Regions from separate parts of the Mus musculus genome. Here regions 1, 2 and 3 are each linked to region 4. The links are chromatin contacts, called in public HiChIP or PLAC-seq and promoter capture Hi-C maps. All regions are on one chromosome and are shown on one strand. The core of a region is the stretch at or near the end of the contact, and the rest is flanking DNA. Distances in the headings are between cores, read along the strand shown.

The links. Promoter capture Hi-C pulls out the DNA fragments that hold promoters and counts their contacts. HiChIP or PLAC-seq counts read pairs in DNA pulled down with a chosen protein or histone mark.
Region 1: a contact with region 4 is called in an H3K4me3 HiChIP or PLAC-seq map of stem cell-derived neural progenitor cells, with 8 times the contacts expected there. The contact joins the promoter of Rhox9 here to the promoter of Ndufa1 in region 4. A contact is called at or near these places in 1 of 39 promoter capture datasets (embryonic stem cells), 2 of 484 Hi-C or Micro-C datasets (both in embryonic stem cells) and 2 of 115 datasets of contacts at active chromatin or transcription factors (embryonic stem cells and stem cell-derived neural progenitor cells).
Region 2: an H3K4me3 HiChIP or PLAC-seq map of stem cell-derived neural progenitor cells shows a contact between it and region 4, with 6 times the contacts expected there. The contact joins the promoter of Btg1b here to the promoter of Ndufa1 in region 4. A contact is called at or near these places in 1 of 39 promoter capture datasets (cranial neural crest) and 2 of 115 datasets of contacts at active chromatin or transcription factors (embryonic stem cells and stem cell-derived neural progenitor cells).
Region 3: a promoter capture Hi-C map of erythroid cells shows a contact between it and region 4, with 30 times the contacts expected there. The contact joins the promoter of Akap17b here to the promoter of Ndufa1 in region 4. A contact is called at or near these places in 3 of 39 promoter capture datasets (erythroid cells, liver and pre-B cells) and 2 of 484 Hi-C or Micro-C datasets (embryonic stem cells and uterus).

The regions. Positions count from the first base shown.
Region 1 is chrX:37,900,493-37,903,192 of GRCm38.p6, forward strand. It overlaps Rhox9 (reproductive homeobox 9), which reads right to left and starts at 1,278. Exons shown (of 4, transcript NM_023894.1): 1 at 1,106-1,278; 2 at 460-919. The coding sequence starts at 1,187.
Region 2 is chrX:38,017,513-38,020,226 of GRCm38.p6, forward strand. It overlaps Btg1b (BTG anti-proliferation factor 1B), which reads right to left and starts at 1,303. Exons shown (of 5, transcript NM_001243943.1): 1 at 1,258-1,303; 2 at 621-669.
Region 3 is chrX:36,644,152-36,646,851 of GRCm38.p6, forward strand. It overlaps Akap17b (A kinase (PRKA) anchor protein 17B), which reads right to left and starts at 1,263. Exons shown (of 7, transcript NM_001081956.1): 1 at 899-1,263.
Region 4 is chrX:37,189,789-37,192,611 of GRCm38.p6, forward strand. It overlaps Ndufa1 (NADH:ubiquinone oxidoreductase subunit A1), which reads right to left and starts at 1,450. Exons shown (of 3, transcript NM_019443.2): 1 at 1,201-1,450; 2 at 86-175. The coding sequence starts at 1,302. It overlaps Rnf113a1 (ring finger protein 113A1), which reads left to right and starts at 1,434. Exons shown (of 1, transcript NM_153503.2): 1 at 1,434-2,679. The coding sequence starts at 1,604. The coding sequence ends at 2,629.

The sequences.
Region 1 (2,700 bases), core at 28-2,527, 710 kb after region 4:
TCTTCCACAGACCAAATCTAAGGGTGTCCCCCAATACACAGATGTCTCTTTGGTGAACTGACAATGTAAAATCAGTGAAGAGAGCGTCTGGGATGAAAAGCACTAGCAACATTTTAACGCGAGTTGGAATCCCTCCTGCTCTTCCTAGCCACGCCCCAGACTTCTCACCCGTACTTCTGGAAACTCATTTACAACACTAAACATTGTCTAAATTTCCCAGTCTTGAACAGGGCAACAAAACATTTGTTTCCAGTCCGCATAGCTCCCACACCCCTACCCTGGGATCTAGTTGCAGGCTGACAGTTCTAATTGCAGGCGGAAGATCCTAATTGCAGGCGCCAGTCTGGGGCAGGTGCCATTATTTCTGGAGGGAATCAGAGGGCCAGGGAGAGCCAAAGGACACTCTGGACCCGATGCACTACCTATAAATGTGGCGCGAAGCACTGGCCATCTGCTTACCTTACTCGCAAGCTGGGGAAGCGATTCTCTTGGAAAAGGCGCTCCAGATCACGCAGCTGAGAGTGGGTGAACCTGGTGCGGCGGGTCCGCTGGTGAGCCAGATAGTTCCCAGCCTGTGGATTTCTCATGCCCTCAGGAATGGCTGCCTCTTGTTGCGGCGGTTGTTGATCTATGTTTTCGCCGCCTTCTTCCTGGATGTTGTCATCCTCGGGGCCAGAAGCACCATCACCAGCATGTCTTCCTTCCATTTCTCCTTCCTTGTTTTCTCCCTCCTCTTCTCCTCCAGTGGCTTCCTGAGCTGGACTCAATGGAGCAGGCTCTTCTTGAGCCTGCTCACCTCCAGCAACCTCGCCCTGAGCGCCTTCGCCCTGATCAAGCCCACCCTGAGCAAGCCCGCTCATAACAAGCTCTTTCTTGTCTATTCCTTCCTCTCCAGCCCCGGAGACCACTGCATTCCCACCTGAAAGACAGAAGGAAGATATAGAGATAAAGATCTGAGCATCATGGCCCAGGGATGCCTGGAAAGCCCGGAGAGGAAGCACAGGCAGGGGCTCTGTAACCGACCTGAAGTGCCTGTCCACTCTTCTTTCCACCCACCGTTTCTCCCCAAACTTTACCCAAGTCCAGTCAGAACCAGTTTACTCACCATGCTGTTCTTCCTTGTCCTCCTCGGCTCCCGGACTCGGAGGCTTTTGGATGCTTTGGCGGCTGTCTTGAGGAGTCTCCATAGCGAGAATCTCTGGATCCGACGCTGCTCCCGAAGAGGCTTCCAACGCTGTGTCCTCACAGTTCCGGAGCCTGAATATATATCTCTCTGCTCCGATCCTTGACCCGGAAGGGTTTTTCTTCTGGCGCCTCACCCAAATTATGGTCTGTCCGGAGAGGCGGTCTGTCCTGACTTCTCGCACAGTCGCAGTGGCTGTGGGCTTCTTCCCTGAGGCGCACAGGCAGAAGCAGTTCAGAGCTCCAAAGAGCAGAGTCCTTTTCAAAAGGAATGCAGCAACTGGGCGTGTACGGGTGCAGAACTCCTGGCTCTAAGGTGCTGCTTGGGGGACACCTGTATCCCTTGGGGGGCACCGGTATTCCTGAACGGTTCAAATTCCTTCACAAGGAGTAACACAAAGACCTCCTCAAGCTCAGCAGGCCTTTGAGCCCTGCTGAATAATTTTATTAAATTATGCAAATTCCCTTCAAAGCAAATGGCAAAGGCATACCAGTTAATAAAGTGGTACCAATTGAACTCTCTCACGTCTGGTCCACATCATGGTTTGCCCGGATGCACATACTCTTCACTGCCCCTTCTTTGGTTGTGGTGCCCTGAGTAGCCCTGTGTGGTGGCAAATATTCAGGAACTGCCAGGGTGACATCCTCCTGAGAGACTGTATCCCCAACATGGTTCAATCCCACCATCATCCACAAGTTTAATCTCATGGAGTGTTTGTGTGGGAAGAGACCTTTCTGTGCCTAGCTGTATTTGACCCAAGGTCCCGGGGTGTCCCAAGGACATTCGTGGCCTTCCAAGATCCACCTTGGCCACTGGCTCCAAAGCTGTTGTCTCACAGCCGTGAAGGTCAAAGGCATGTGTGTGGGGTAAACAATTCTGGATGCAAGTTTTACCAAGATAGAGATTGAGGAAAAATCAGAGAAGTTCCCCAGAGTTGATGGTGTCCCCCAAATTTAAAAATGTCATTGAGCTCTATCATCTAGTGGGTTTTGTTTGTAGTAGGATCATGGCTGGGCCTGGACAATGGCTGAGGTAATTGTTAGGATATGAGTTAGTTCTCTGAGGTGGCATAGGCTGAGACAGTGGGGAGTCCACGTGATCAGGCCCAGGCAGAAAAATGATCAAGCTCTGTTCTCCTATAGTCTGTGTAGTTAGGGTGGCTGAACCAATCCTCCCAGTCCCTGACCCCCCTCCCTACCTCTTTTTTTGTTTGTTTGTTTGTTCTCATGATACAGGGTTTCTCTGTATAGCCCTGGGCGTCCTGGAACTCACTTTGAAGGCCATGCTGGCCTCAAACTCAGAAATCCACCTGCCTCTGCCTCTCAAGTGCTGAGATTAAAGGCGTGTGCCACCACTGCCCGGCGCCTCCCCGCCTTTGGGTGATCTTATTTGACCCTGACTGTCTGCTCGCGGTTAGTCTCTGGGTGGCATTGCAGTGTCTGAGATGTCAGCTCCCCCGTCTTCTTGTATTACTCCTCTTTCTTCTCACAGCTACCAAGAAGCAGCTGTGATTGTGA
Region 2 (2,714 bases), core at 53-2,552, 830 kb after region 4:
ATATGAGGAGAGTGATAGAGGCCAGGCTCTTCAAATCCCACAAACAAAAAGCACAGTTTTGGACTGTGGGGATGCCCTGGCATTGGAAGGCTCTTGGTTATGCACCAATCTGGGCTGATATGTGAGCTACCTAGGCACAAATTTGTCAATAGGATTCTTGATTCTATACATGGCTTGGTTGGGGTGGAGGTTATGTAACCCAAGGAAGGTCCAGGAATATTAGGACACCAACCAGTAGGGTAGGAGCTTGAGCTCTATTGAAACTGGGACAGGGAACATTCTGACTGATCCCAACTAGATCAGGAACTATGAAGATGACTTAGACAGGCAAGGATTGTATGGACACATAAGCCTAGGCTGATGTTCAGGCTATGTGGCACCATCTGGCATGGTAGCAAGACTGGTGTAGAAGATAAATTTCTTGATCATTCACCAGTCTTCATTGCTAGCCATGATTTATGACACTAGCTGAGTCTAGGAGTATGGTAATAATGTAGATCAGCAAGGTTCTGGGGAATTAAAAAAGGCTGTTACTGTGCAACATTGTGTGACAGTATGACCCAAACTAGCCCTGGGACTAAAGATTAAAAGGGAAGGCAAGCAAGGTTTTGATAACTTACTAGTCTCGTCGGGAGCCTGGGCTGCTTGACACCAGCTAGGCCAAAGACTCTAGAGGAATTCACAGTTGTGGGTCACATACCAACTATTTTCAACTGCTTGACCTGAACTAGGCCTGGGAGTCAGAGGAAAGTACTAGAGAGGGAGTCATGATTACTCAACAGGCTGGGGTGTTTGTTGCTCAGGCTCTAAGTGTATGCAACAGGAAGGTGGGGACACAAGGTACTCACTAGAATGGCTTAGTACATTGTCTTCCTGGGACTGTGTGTTGAATCACTTGTCTGAACAGTTGCAGAAGGGCAGGGGTCTGGGGAACTAACCAGACTTGGCTGGTCAGTGAACTGCTTGACCCAAACTCAAATCTGAGTGTCAGGATGATTCAGTAAGGTGGGCTCTTGATCCTACACTAGGTTATTTGGCTACCGTAAAGGCTGTTCAACCCAAGCTAGACCAGGGAGTATTAGGAGGATACCCCAGGATATCTTACTAAACTGAGATGGTGTCCATTCTGATTGACCCCAGTAGGCCAGGGAGTATGAAAATGGCTCTGGCTGACCTGGGAATTCACCATTGTGGGCTGCTGTACAGACTGTGTAACCCCAGCTGCACCTGGCAATATGAGAATAGATTCTTACTCACCAGTCTGGGCTGGTGCCAACCTGCTTAACATGAGTGTGGTAATGGATGAGGATGGGTGGGGTTCTGTGTACTCCTCCAGACTGAGCTGGTAGTCAGACCACCTCCTATTGTGAGATCATTGCTATTCTGACATAGTGGGGGAGGGGAGGGGGTCTGTGTAATCAGTCATGCTGGGGAAGGTGATGATGCTTCAGCCAAGCTAGCAATGTGACTAGAGAATAAGTTTAGAATTGTCACCTGTCAATCTTTCCATCAATTTTCCATTGAAGAATTCATGGCAAGAAATGAGGAATAGATCTTTCAGGATAGTTTTACAAGGACAGTTTTACTTTACTGATCCAGAATAGCACACAGATATTATCAAGCGATATGCTGCAGTTCTGTTATATTGTTGTTTATTTTGTTTGGGGGATTTTTGAGATAAGGTTTCTCTGTGTAGTCCTGGCTGTCCTGTAACTCACTCTGTAGAGCAGGCTGGCCTTGAACTCAAAGATCTGCTGAGTGCACATTATTAACTTTGTTTCAAGGACAAGAGAGAATGTCTTTTTTCAGGAAAAGGTATTGTCATAGTTCTCAAGAAGCATGTCTATGCAGGTGATCACTGTGAAGTGCAAGTCAAGGCACCGTAGGGCAGCATCAGTCAGCATCACAAGCCAATATAATAAATAATATAATAAATATAATATAATATAATATAATAATAATATAATATAATAAAACCTGGACTCCTATTTAAACCTGTGATTTTTTTTAAGCTATGCAAAGTGCAAGCCACGTAAGATCCAGGAGGAAGAGTCACAACATAATGAGAGAAAGTTTGCTAAATGGGGCTAGAATTAGAAGTACCATGTGGTCTTCATGTGATTTAACTCAAAAGAGGGTCAGTCCCTCTTCTGAAACCAGGGTGTTGTCCTCTCTTGCCAGCTTGTGGTTTGTGGTATGGCTGTATCAGTCCTGTTGGGATCCTGAGAAAGCCCACAGGAGAAAGCATACTGGTAGAGCCTCTGGTCCCACATCAGTGTTGACAATGATGCTGTGTTTCTATAGGTGTCAGTGGGGAATAAAGTATATGTTGCTTTTTTTCAATGTACTCCTGAACAAGCTAATACCTTATCCCCTGAGCATGCTTATATATTTGGTTTTGAGTCACAAATGAGCTTGTTCAATTATGGTTTATCCTTGGGAATACCTCAAAGAACTTCAATTTCCTGGAGTTGAAAAAAACACTTTTAGTAAAAAAGTCTTCATAGTCCTACCAGGATATCACATTAAGCTTCATTTAAATCATTCTACTGCTTTCCAAATCAAAAGTCCCCAGATCCTCATTCTTTCAAACAAAAACATGGTCAGGCCTATCACAGCAATACTCACTCCTGGTATCAACTTCTGTCTTAGTTAGGGTTTTACTACTGTGAATAGGCATCATGGCCAAGGCAACTCTTTTTAAACATTTAATT
Region 3 (2,700 bases), core at 13-2,512, 550 kb before region 4:
AAAGGTAGATCTGAGACAGGAAGAACATCAGGTAAAATGGGTACCATCTTTGAAACCCTGTGGGAAATAAAAAGACCCAGGTAGTCCCCATACTGCAATTCAGAGTTCCAGGGTTCCAATCAACACATGTTTAGAGTTAGTGACATTCAAAAGTGCTCAGGTAGTGACTGGTTTCATAAGCAGGTGATAAATGTAAAAATGGTACTAGTCCCAGTGACCAACATGCTCAGAGACAGCAGTATCCAAGACATGAGGCTCCCCAACTTGCTTTCTTCCCTGATACTTCTGCCCATCTACTCAAAGCTCAAGACTATGCATTCCAAAGGCTTAGAGGTTTACCCTGCTTTCTTGGGTCAAATTAGAAGCAGTTTAATTCCATCCACGGTAGGAACCTCACAAGGCCCTTGGTGGTCATCAGTGGGCAGAGGCAACGGACCCTGGGTAGTGGTTAACTGGAATGAATGTCACTGAAGCAGATTGAGAACCAGAGCCCTTGGCTTTTGCATACAGCAGGGAGGAGGGCATCCTTCAGCTTTCCTAAGCAATCTAGTACACCCTAAGGAAAAGCTTCCAGTGACCTCAGCTGCAGCAGCGGCCACAGCGCCCCCTAGTGCGGCACCAAGACCCAAGAGAGCAGCCGAATGGATCCAAGGGGGAAAGCCTAGGGGCATCTCTAGAAAACCTGGTTTCCACCTAGAGCAGGCCTGGCTACCTGGGTTCTCTCCAAAACCCCTCCCAAGTCCTCACTCAGGGTCCAACGCGGCCCTGCCTCCCAGGCACCCAAGACTCCGGTAGGCCAGGGCGGCCGGCCAACCGGGACGCAGAAGGACGCAGCCGCCTGGTCGATTCTCAGAAAGGGGGGGGGGGGTGTTATCGGGAGCCTCAGCAGCCGCTGTACCTTCACGCTTAGCTCCGCTGGGGTAGCGGAACCGCTACCGCTCCTGCCGCCGCCTCCCTCCAGCCGCCGCAGTGTCAAGGATCAACCCTCCTGGTCGCTCTCTTCCACCGCCGCGGGCGAGGCCAGCTGTTGAATGGCTCAGGTCGCGACACAGAGTCGTCCTCGCCGCATCCGAGAAGGCGACGCAGGCGCGCGCGCTCGTGCCAACGCCCCGAGCGCCCCTCGCCCCGCTGCAGGCCCCGTGAGCTTCCAGGTGGCTGCCTCCTGATTCCTGGCTGGGGGCTACAGGGTGCAGGTTTGCACGCCTGCCTGCTCCAATCCCTTGGTGGGCTCCAGCGGACCAATTGACTCCCCTCGAGAGCTCCGCCCCCTTCGCTGCCATCCCTTGACTTGCCGGCAGAACCAATGGCAACCACCGACTAGACCCGCCCCTAGGATTTCCCCAGGGCCAATCGCCTTCTCCCGAGCAAGCATTAAAGTAACCCCGCCCCTCCTGTACAGCCAAGCAAGGGCCAAAGTTAATTCCATTGCAAGGTTCTAACTAGCTCAAGGTTTTGTCCAGTTTACTCACCGCCCACCCCACTGCCTAATTATGTGATTTAGAGACTGCAGACACCACCAACACCCACCCACTACACACACACACACACACACACACACACACACACACACACACACACACACACACACACAGAGAGAGAGAGAGAGAGAGAGAGAGAGAGAGAGAGACAGAGAGAGAGAGAGAGAGAGAGAGAGAGAGAGAGAGAGAGAGAACAGTGCTACAGGCCTTTAATCCCAGCACAGACAGAGGCAGGCGGATCTATGAGTTCAAGGCCAGCCTGGTCTACAGAGTGAGTTCCAGGACAACCAGGGCTACACAGAGAAACCCTGTCTCGATAAAGAACAAGCACAAGAAAAGAAAGAGAGCCAAGACTGGGGGAGGGGGATGCAAGCATGAGGACCCAGCTCAGATCTGTAGCAAGGGTGTAAAAGTTGGAATGTGGTAGGGTGAGTTTGCAATTCCCATTGCAAAGGGAATGGGAATTAGGCCAGAGGTGGTGATACTGTGTGGCTTTCTGGACCTTGCTGGTCAGCCAGGCTAGCTAGGCAATTGGTGAGTTTCAGGTTCAGTGAGAGACCCCGTCTCACAAAATAAGGAACAAAGCAATCAAGAAGACACCCGATGTTGACCTGTAGCCTCCACACACTTGTGGACACATACACATTTTTTACAAGAGAAAAAAACATCACGGAGAGACTTACCCACCGTCATAGCTGAGAACTAGCCACTCTCTTGACCAGATCTTCCCCATCAAGAAGTCAGCAAGAACCTAGGAGAACACTCACTGGTTGTGGGTTTATTTTCTTCTTGTCCAGTATCCAGTACAGGAGCTTAGACCCTGTATGCTGGGAAACTTCCAGGAACCAGGCACCAAGACTCCCTGACTCTGCGATGGTCACTTTGGTCTCTGGCCTTCTAGCCTGAGGATAAGCAAAGGTAGCCTTGCCTCTCCTTCTCCATGGTTTTCTAACAATTTAAAGACCATTCTCCTGGCCCACTGTTCCAGGCTCTGATGTTCAAAGACACAAATTGAGGGTCTTCTCTGAATGTAAGCCAATTGCCTTAAATCTTTTGAAAACAGACACCAGGAACTAAGTGTCCCTTCCAACCCTTGCCCAGATGACATTTCTTTGAGTTCATCAACATGGAATTCACTTTCTCAGATGACAAATCACAAAGTTGACACTTAAGAGATTTACTGTCAACTCCTTCCCTGGGGAGGTTCTCACAGCAGCAGCTG
Region 4 (2,823 bases), core at 200-2,699:
TAAAAACCATGCAAAGTAAATGAGCCCTGTATGACCTTAGGCAAGGCATTACCAGAAGCCACCACAATTCTTTTAGTCATCTTACCTTGGACACATAGTAGCGATTGACTCCAGAGATACGTCTATCGCGTTCCATCAGATACCACTGGTACTGAACACGAGCAACTCGTTTTTCCTTTAAATAAAGGACAAGGCAGTTTATAAATATAAGTGACCCAGTAAAAAGATATACCCCACAATTTTTCTTAAATGACATACTAGAGGCTGAAGAGATAGCTCAGAGGGGAAGGGTACCTGCCTGCTATTCTTGGGTGCTCAACTGGCTTCCCAGCACCAAGTTGGTTGGATTTTATTTGGGGGGGGGAGGGGTCATAACTGCAAGTCCAGGAGAGATTCAATACCCTCTTCTACTCTTCATGGGTGCACACAGACAGCAGCAGACACATACATAGATAGTAAATCTTGACAAAGTTAAAACAAAAGCTAAATGACTAATACAAAGCCAAAATCTCCTAAATGAAACCAGACCATGATGGCAACTGACTTCTCAGCCTTCTCCCTTTTTGAGTTGGGGGAGGGGACCAACACCACTGATTTTTTTCCTTTATCCTCCTCCCCCTCTCAACTACTTCTTTTTTTTTTTTTTTTTTTTTGAGACGGGGCTTCACTGTAGTAGTACCAGCTTTCCTGGACTTGACTGCTCTTTGCTCCTGCAGTGGACTGGATTCGTGGCACCCACTTCTGCTGCCTCCTAGCCTCCTTTAACTACTAGTTCCAAGAGACCCGGGGACCTCTCTTGATCTCCGCGGGCTCCTGCACTCAAAGGCACAAATACATCCACCAAAATCAATTAAACAGTGTCCGCAAGGAGATGAACGATGGGAAGGAGCGGGGACATGACTAACACCTTTCTCCCTCTGCCTAGGAACCAGGGCCCAACTCTTGTCATCTACCTTGCTAACTGCCGAATAGATTTTGCCTTTTGGGCCACTCCTCCTCAGCCCTCAAACTGGCTATGTTTTACTAAAGTTAAAAGGTGGAATCCCAAGTCTCCGCGTTCAGGCAACATTAAGAGGAGGATCCCCCTTAGATGGCTTCTTCTTCACAGAGCGAAGGCGCATCCAAACGGCCACCGTCCCCCACCATAAATGGCCCCCGTCCCCCACCGTCCCCCACCCGCGGCCGAGTCGGCCGCCTTACCTTGCCCCCGTTGGTGAATTTGTGGATGTACGCAGTGGACACCCCGGGGATGACCAAGCACACCCCCATAATGGCGAGGCCAGGGAGAATCTCGAACCACATCTCCGCACCGTTACTCGCACGCCAACCCGTCACCGGCTCCTCAGAGGTGACCCGGCTTTACCTCTCTTCCGGCAGCACGCGGGAGGGGCGGTGCCCCGTACGGCTCCGGAGGAGGAAGCGACGGTGGCTGTGGGGGCCCAAAAGTGACTGGCGTTCGCGGTCCAGCAAGCGTTCCCGGACAGGATTCTTTCTGTCGTCCTACTCCTCCTATCTGATCCGCTGCATCAGAGACCACCACGGAGTGTGACGACGCGAAGCGGTCCCGGACGTCGCGGCAGTTTCAGAACTTGGGGATCTCTAAATGGCGGAGCAACTTTCTCCCGGGAATTCTACCCGTCAGGTGTGCACGTTCCTCTTCAAAAAGCCTGGGCGGAAAGGAGCGGCGGGCCGCCGAAAGCGCCGGCTCTGTGATGCAGGCTCCGGGGACAGCTGCAGCAGCAGTGATGAAGGCAGCTCTGTGGTCCGCCCGGAGAAGAAGCAAGCGACCCACAATCCGATGATCCAGAAGACGCGTGGCAGCGCTAAACAGAAGGCAACCTATGGCGGCTTGAGTAGCGAGGACGAGAATGAACCGGAGGGTCTCGGCGTCGTCTACAAGTCTACCCGTTCGGCAAAACCCGTGGGGCCCGAGGATATGGGGGCGACCGCCGTCTACGAACTGGACACTGAGAAGGATCGAGATGCACAGTCCATCTTTGAGCGGAGCCAGAAGATCCAGGAGGAGCTGAGGGGCAAGGAAGATGACAAGATCTATCGGGGAATCAATAATTATCAGAAGTACGTGAAGCCCAAGGATACATCCATGGGCAATGCTTCCTCCGGGATGGTGAGGAAAGGCCCTATCCGAGCTCCTGAGCATCTACGTGCCACCGTGCGCTGGGATTACCAGCCCGATATCTGTAAGGACTACAAGGAGACTGGTTTCTGCGGCTTCGGGGACAGCTGCAAATTCCTCCATGATCGTTCAGATTACAAGCACGGGTGGCAGATCGAACGTGAGCTTGATGAGGGTCGCTATGGTGTCTATGAGGACGAAAACTACGAAGTGGGAAGCGATGATGAGGAAATACCATTCAAGTGTTTCATCTGTCGCCAGACCTTCCAAAATCCAGTTGTCACCAAGTGTAGGCATTATTTCTGCGAGCGCTGTGCATTGCAGCATTTCCGTACCACCTCACGCTGCTATGTCTGTGACCAGCAGACCAATGGCGTCTTTAATCCAGCCAAAGAACTGATTGCTAAACTGGGAAAGCATCGAGCTGAAGCAGAGGGTGGTGTTTCTGATTCTCTAGAAGACATAGAGGAGAGTCCAGTTTCCATTATTTAGACTTTCCATAATTCTCAGTCTCAAAATAAATGTTTTGTTGTTTCTTAAAATCTTTTCTTTCTTTCTTTCTAAAGGGAAGTGGCAGAGAAGGTAGGCGATGGAGTAGGGCTCCAGAGGAAAAGCTTCAAGATAGGTATTATCTGGAATTCTAGACCTGAAATAACTTCCATGACTATAGCATAGGTCATGTGGAT